Linked DNA regions of Mus musculus: region 1 is linked to region 2. A link is a contact called in public HiChIP or PLAC-seq data. All regions are on one chromosome and are shown on one strand. The core of a region is the stretch at or near the end of the contact, and the rest is flanking DNA. Distances in the headings are between cores, read along the strand shown.

Evidence for each region. HiChIP or PLAC-seq counts read pairs in DNA pulled down with a chosen protein or histone mark.
Region 1: a contact with region 2 is called in a CTCF HiChIP or PLAC-seq map of the NIH/3T3 cell line, with 5 read pairs. The contact joins two enhancer-like sites.

Annotation. Positions count from the first base shown.
Region 1 is chr4:64,063,882-64,066,924 of GRCm38.p6, reverse strand. The region is part of intron 4 of 8030451A03Rik (a long non-coding RNA gene); the gene reads right to left. Among named protein-coding and RNA genes, the nearest start is that of Tnc, 18 kb to the right of the region's middle. Within about 2 kb of position 1,419, at least 53 of the 459 cell types and tissues checked have an H3K27ac peak or open chromatin away from gene starts, as enhancers often do. A contact at or near this core is called in the NIH/3T3 cell line, where this site is marked.
Region 2 is chr4:63,520,740-63,523,788 of GRCm38.p6, reverse strand. No RefSeq gene overlaps it. Among named protein-coding and RNA genes, the nearest start is that of Atp6v1g1, 23 kb to the left of the region's middle. Within about 2 kb of position 1,703, at least 8 of the 459 cell types and tissues checked have an H3K27ac peak or open chromatin away from gene starts, as enhancers often do. A contact at or near this core is called in the NIH/3T3 cell line, where this site is marked.

The sequences.
Region 1 (3,043 bases), core at 170-2,669, 540 kb before region 2:
TCCTGATTTTCTCCCATGCCTGCCTGTCTTTGGACACTCTAGAACGCCCTCCAGGGCATCCTTCCCAAACTGTTTTTGCTTTGAGCATTTCTGCAACTTATACAGAGGTAAACCAGATAATCCTTGTCACAGCGGAGGGTCAGTTTGGGTGACTCCTACCTCCTATCTCTCTTGGCTCTAGGACTTCTTCTGGATTATTAGAGAGTTATCCCATTTTACACGCTTAACCAAGATTGTGAAGAGTAATTACAGCTAGTGTAGGTTCCTGGTACCTAGCTTTAGAACCATAAGCAGAAAGTGACAGCCTCGGGTATGTAATCAGGCAGTCATGTACAGATACTTAGGTGCCATGGAAGACCTTTGAAACTAACTTGTATTTGCTAAAGTTAGATGCCAAGAGGACTCACAGAGGGGTAGTAGCATGCCTGCAGCTGGGAGCTCTGGGGTTATTTATGTTTTCTACAGATTAGTTCTCTCCTCAGCAGAAAAGAAGGAAACGACCTTGTAAGAGGCATCTTATGAAGTATTAAAAACTAGATCTGGAAGGGAGTGAGACTCAAGCTGGAAAGCTAGTTCTTCTACTGGAAGCTACCCTCTCCTTAGTTAAGCCTACTTCACTGGACTGCCATGATATCGACTCTGGAATTTTAGCAGTCTATAGCTGCTGCTTGTGGGTTGCAGAAGAGATGCAATACTAGATGTATTATAGCTGCTCAGAGTTTTAAGATCCAGTGTTAGCCTGTATAAACCACATTAAATTACATTTCTGTTGTCCCCTTCTGAATGTATATCTGAAAACATCATCTCCAGTGTGCTATCAGAATGTGGGGCACGTGAGTGGTGACTAGGTCATGAGGGCAGGTCTTTTGTGAATGGGATTAGAACCCCTGTCATTGAAGCCTCAAGGAATGTATTGGCTCCTTTGGCCACTGTGAAAGCAAGTGAAGAGGTGATTGTGTGAACCAGGAAATGGGGTCCTCAACAGACCCTCTATCAGCATTTAGATCTTGAACTCTGTAACCGCCAAAAGTTTTTTAAAAAAAAAAAATCTTTTTTCCAAAAGCTATCAAGACCCTGATATTCTCTTGTCGCAAAAAGCATTAAGATACACATGCCATACGACTCCATGGAGATTGCTATCATTTGTATACTTCATTTAGAAAGTTGCTGAATATTCATTACCTCTAGCGATAAGAACAAAGAAGCATGAACTCCAGGCTCTGCTCTCAACACAGGATCTAGGCATCCTTTTTGCTTTGCGTGTTTCTCAGCCTCTTTCCTTAGGATAGAAAACTACAAACAAGCCTTGCCCAGTGGCCAATCCACATCCTGGAAGGTAAAGAGCCAACCCAGATCACTCCAGTCAAAGTGAGCAGCTCAGCACCAGAGCCCTTGGCCATGTAACCCGATCTGGCTGTAGGGAGAGTGACTAAGTGAAACTCCATCTGCTCCGAGGTCTCCCTGAGCTCCCAGGAGGGACCTGAGCAGGATATGAGGAGGCGGTGGTGGTGAGGTGAGGGGTCTGCACGGAAATGGCGAGATCTTTGGACAGAGAATGTCTCGCCACAGCAGGCGTGGGTCTCCCCAGCATGACATCATCCTGGCACTCAGTCCTGCTCTAATCTCTGTACGCTGCTCCTTTCTTGGAAGCCGAGAACTGAAAGTGTACCTATGTGCATGTGGATGTGAAGGTCATTCGTGTAGGTGCACATCCATACATGCATGGTGTACATGCAAGTGCACATTATGTCATGACAGAGAGTATAGGCCAGGGTTGCAAGATCTTGGCACTATGAACTTTTTTTTTTCAGCTGGGAAAGTGAATGAGGCTGTTCTGTTAATTGTAGGTGGACATCAGCAACTCTGATCCATCCATTCTATTTGGTAGTGGCACCTCTGTTCACTCCTACCTATTACAGATTAAAACATTTCCAGTTCACTCTGAGTTCTCCTTGTGTGGGTGATAAAAATCATAGCCAGTTAAGAATCCCCAGAGTGGGACAAATTAGAATACCTTCTTATCAAAAGATCAGGGGAAATTTTGAAGACACAGTGAGTCTACAGTTTCTTATACTATTTTAGACATAAATTAAAAAACAGAGCAGGGGCAGGGCAGACAAGGTAGTTCCTGGAATCTCAGCCCTGGGGAAACTGAGGCAAGAAGAGTGCCAAAATGTTTGATGTCAGCCTGCTTTCCATAGCAAGTTCCTGGCTAGTCTATAATGCACATAGTAAGATCCTATCTCAATAAACCTAGCTGAGTGACTTTGATTTGTGGGTCAAATGGCACTAGTTAAAGAAGAACAAAGCCAGAGGCAATGTGGACAGTGCTCCTCAGACCACAGCAGGAGGGACTGCACACTTATCTCTACTTCATACATGAAGACTGGGGCTCAGCTGATCGACATTCTTGCCCAGGACATACAGCTGATAAGTGTCTGAGCTTTAACTTGGATTCTGATCTTAGACCTGTGGAGATAGCTTTTCAGGTAAGGCAGTTTGCTCTGTTTGTATGAGGACCTGAGTTTGAATCCCCAAGTGCCCACATAAAGTGTTGGGCATGGCTAGAAGTACCTGCAACCCCAGTGTGATGAGGGGCAGAGATGATCTTGCTGGCCACTGACATAGGTCCAGGTTCAATGAGAACCTGATTCAAGAGAATAAGGAAGAGTATTGAGAACTGCCCATCCATTATCCTCCTCTGGCCTCTGTACATGCATGTATGTGCATGTGCGCACATGCACGTGTACACACACCCCACAAATAAACAAGATAAATAAAATACAAATAAACATGAAACCTGATCTTCATGATTCAAGTGGCAGAATTCTGAGCCACTGGGTTCTCTTAGCCTTTTACTTTGGTGTCCATAACCAATGCAATAAAAATAGCAAAGCTTATTCAACTAAGTATTTTACCAAGGACTTTGGCATTTAATATCATCTTCAATTGAAGTGGATGGGCTTCAGTGTGCAAATCGGGCTTTCTAAGCTCTCATCTAGACAGGATTAACCCACACTTATGAATCAACATGAGATAGCAC
Region 2 (3,049 bases), core at 454-2,953:
GGCCTGGAACTTGTACACGCCAAGGCTGGCCTCAAACTTCCAGTGATGCTCCTGCCTCTGCCTCCCAAGTGCTGGGATTACAGGTGTGTGCCACCTCACCTAGACAAATAATTCCTTACTCTAGCCACCTGGCTCCCGTTTGGTCCTCTCATTGGGAAGAGAGCTCACTTGAAGGCTCAGCTCTTGAGTTTTTCAAGCCTCATCATCAGCTCTGGTTGCCTTTCCTGATAAGATATAAGAGATGGTGAAAATACCCAGTTGTATTGAGTTGGAACGGGGTGAGAGAAAGGAAGGGCTCAGAAACCAGGAAGATCAGGGCAAGTGTTGGTCCGCTTGTCTCCACTTGGAGTGCCTCATTTTCTCTTCTTTTTTTTTAATTGGGTATTTATTTCATTTACATTTCCAATGCCATCCCAAAAGTCCCCCTCATGCTCCCCCACCCACTCCCCTACCCACCCACTCCCACTTCTTGGCCCTGGCATTCCCCTATACTGAGGCATATAAAGTTTGCACGACCAATAGGCCTCTCTTTCCACTGATGGCGGACTAGGCCATCTTCTGATTCATATGCAGCTAGAGACACGAGCTCCAGGGGGGTATTGGTTAGTTCATATTGTTGTTCCACCTATAGGGTTGCAGACCCCTTCAGCTCCTTGGGTACTTTCTCTAGCTCCTCCATTGGGGGCTCTGTGATCCATCCAATAGCTGACTGTGAGCATCCACTTATGTGTTTGCTAGGCCCCGGCATAGTCTCACAAGAGACAGCCATATCTGGGTCCTTTCATCAAAATCTTGCTAGTGTATGCAATGGTGTCAGCATTTGGAAGCTGATTATGGGATGGATCCCCAGATATGGCAGTCTCTAGATGGTCCAGCCTTTCGTCTCAGCTCCACCCTGATTTTCTCTTCTTTTAAAGAACAGGCGGCGGTTGTGTTCCAAGAGCTCAGCAAGTTCCTGCTTTCAGAGAGAAGCGTTGGCAATCACTCAGAGTCCTGTTCTCTTGGAGACATTTACAAATTGATTCGTTCCTGTCTGCAGGTACAGAAGGAAGGCAGCTGAGTGAGTCGGGGGGGGGGGGGGGTTCTGAATGGAGGGACAGGTGTGTAGCAGGAAGGAGAGCTTCAGCAAGCAGAAGAGGTACAGATCTCCTTAGAGAGCTGAGGCAGCGGCTTCAAACAAGAGGCAGAAGTGGGTATGTTACTGCTTGTAAATGCTCTGGAGAAGGCTGTAAACTTTAGCCCCACCACCTACAGCCTTCAGCCTCCAGTCTGCAGCCTGGAAAAGCCCCCACCAGCCCTTTCATTCTCCTTCATTCATCTATATTGTTTGTTGTTTATGGAACAAGGTGTTTCTATATAGCCCAGGCTAGTTTTGAACCCACAGTCCTCCAGCCTCTACCTCCTGGATGCTAAGATTACAAGCATGTGACGCATGTCTGGTGAGTTCATTCCTTTTCATTGCTGGGTAACATTTCTCTGTGTGGAAACATCCTGAGCTTCAGCTATCTAATCATTTATTACTCAGTGATGCAAACCCACAGGAATAGGAGTCCTGAGGTTAGGTGTCAAGTGGAAAGACTGGGGATGAGAAATAAAGAAGACAATAAAGCAATAACTGGCACCAGACGTCTTGCATATGCTGATGACTTATACCAAGCAAATGGATTATGAAGTAGCACATCATATATACTCTTTGTAAGAGAGAGGATGTGGCCAAAGTCAGCAGAGAGGTGAATCAGACAATATTGGCAAAGAGAACACAGGGTACAGCTGCTTAAAAGGTTGATAACCATATCCCAAGGGAAGAGTTGGGTACCAAGAAGCCACAACTTTGACTCCCCTGGGACACTGACTGCAGCTTTAGACCAGCCATTCCTGAACAAGGACACAGAACTAAATGTTCCTTTGTCCTTTTACAAGGGCCTCTGGGAAAGCCTTACATTAGTCTGGCTCTCCACAACTCAGCACTTGGGCTCTGTCTAGCCTGAGCTATTACAAGTAATGTTTCAATGAGTCATTTTGTTTAAGTGGGTACACGGAGACACCTTTCCATTTCTTTTGCATAGATGTCTAGACTAAGAATGGTTGGTTCACATAATCTGTATTTTCTATATTGTCTAAGACCTACAAGGGCTAATAGTTCAGAGACAGAGCTTCCTTAGTGCTGCGTATAAGGCCCTGGGTTCAATCAAGTGCTGAAAAGATATCTATCAAAGTATTTTCCAAACTGGCCATTTTTACCTCATACAACCAGCTTATGAAAGGTCAGGATGCACTCTATCATCACAGCCACAGGACTGATGCCTTACACTGGGCTGTTGAAATAGAATAATGCTATAATTATGACTTAGAAACAAGACAATTGTACAATAGCGGCATGAACATCGGAGTATCCAACCCATTTTCTAATTGGATTTGTCCCATTCCATAAAATGAAATTATGTACTATCGTTGGCCAAGAATCTGTGACTAGACAGGTCATGAGCTGTATGGGAGAAACCTACAACTATAATTCTGTTAAATGGACATAGTATTAAGCTGACTGCCAACAATCAATCCATAGATCAATGCATCTCTTAATCCTCCCTCATTGGAAAAAAAAAAGCTTCTATTTGCAGTAGAGACACAGAGACTTACAACCAAAGAGGAAAAGAGACTGACACTCAGCCATAGATGGAACATCTATATGGGGCACCACCTCTTCCCAAGGCTCGGGGGTCATTGTGGAAGAGATGGCAGAAGAGTGTAAGAGCCAGAGGTGCTAGATGACTCCAAGGAGATCGTGAATTCCAGACACAACAGGGAGCTGCACATGTGAATTCACAACAGTTGTAACAGCACGCACAATACCTATGCACACTCAAGCCAGACCAAATGCCAACTCAGGAAGAGGAAGTGTGCACCGTCTAGCCCCTATCTGAGGAGCTACTGGCAACTGCTAGCCAAGGGGAGAGGGAGAGGTAGTTTCTTTAAAAGTGTAGCCCCTGATAAGTCAGCTATGCTCCAGTGAAAAGCTACACATCCAAGCATATATGGCTAGCACAAATTA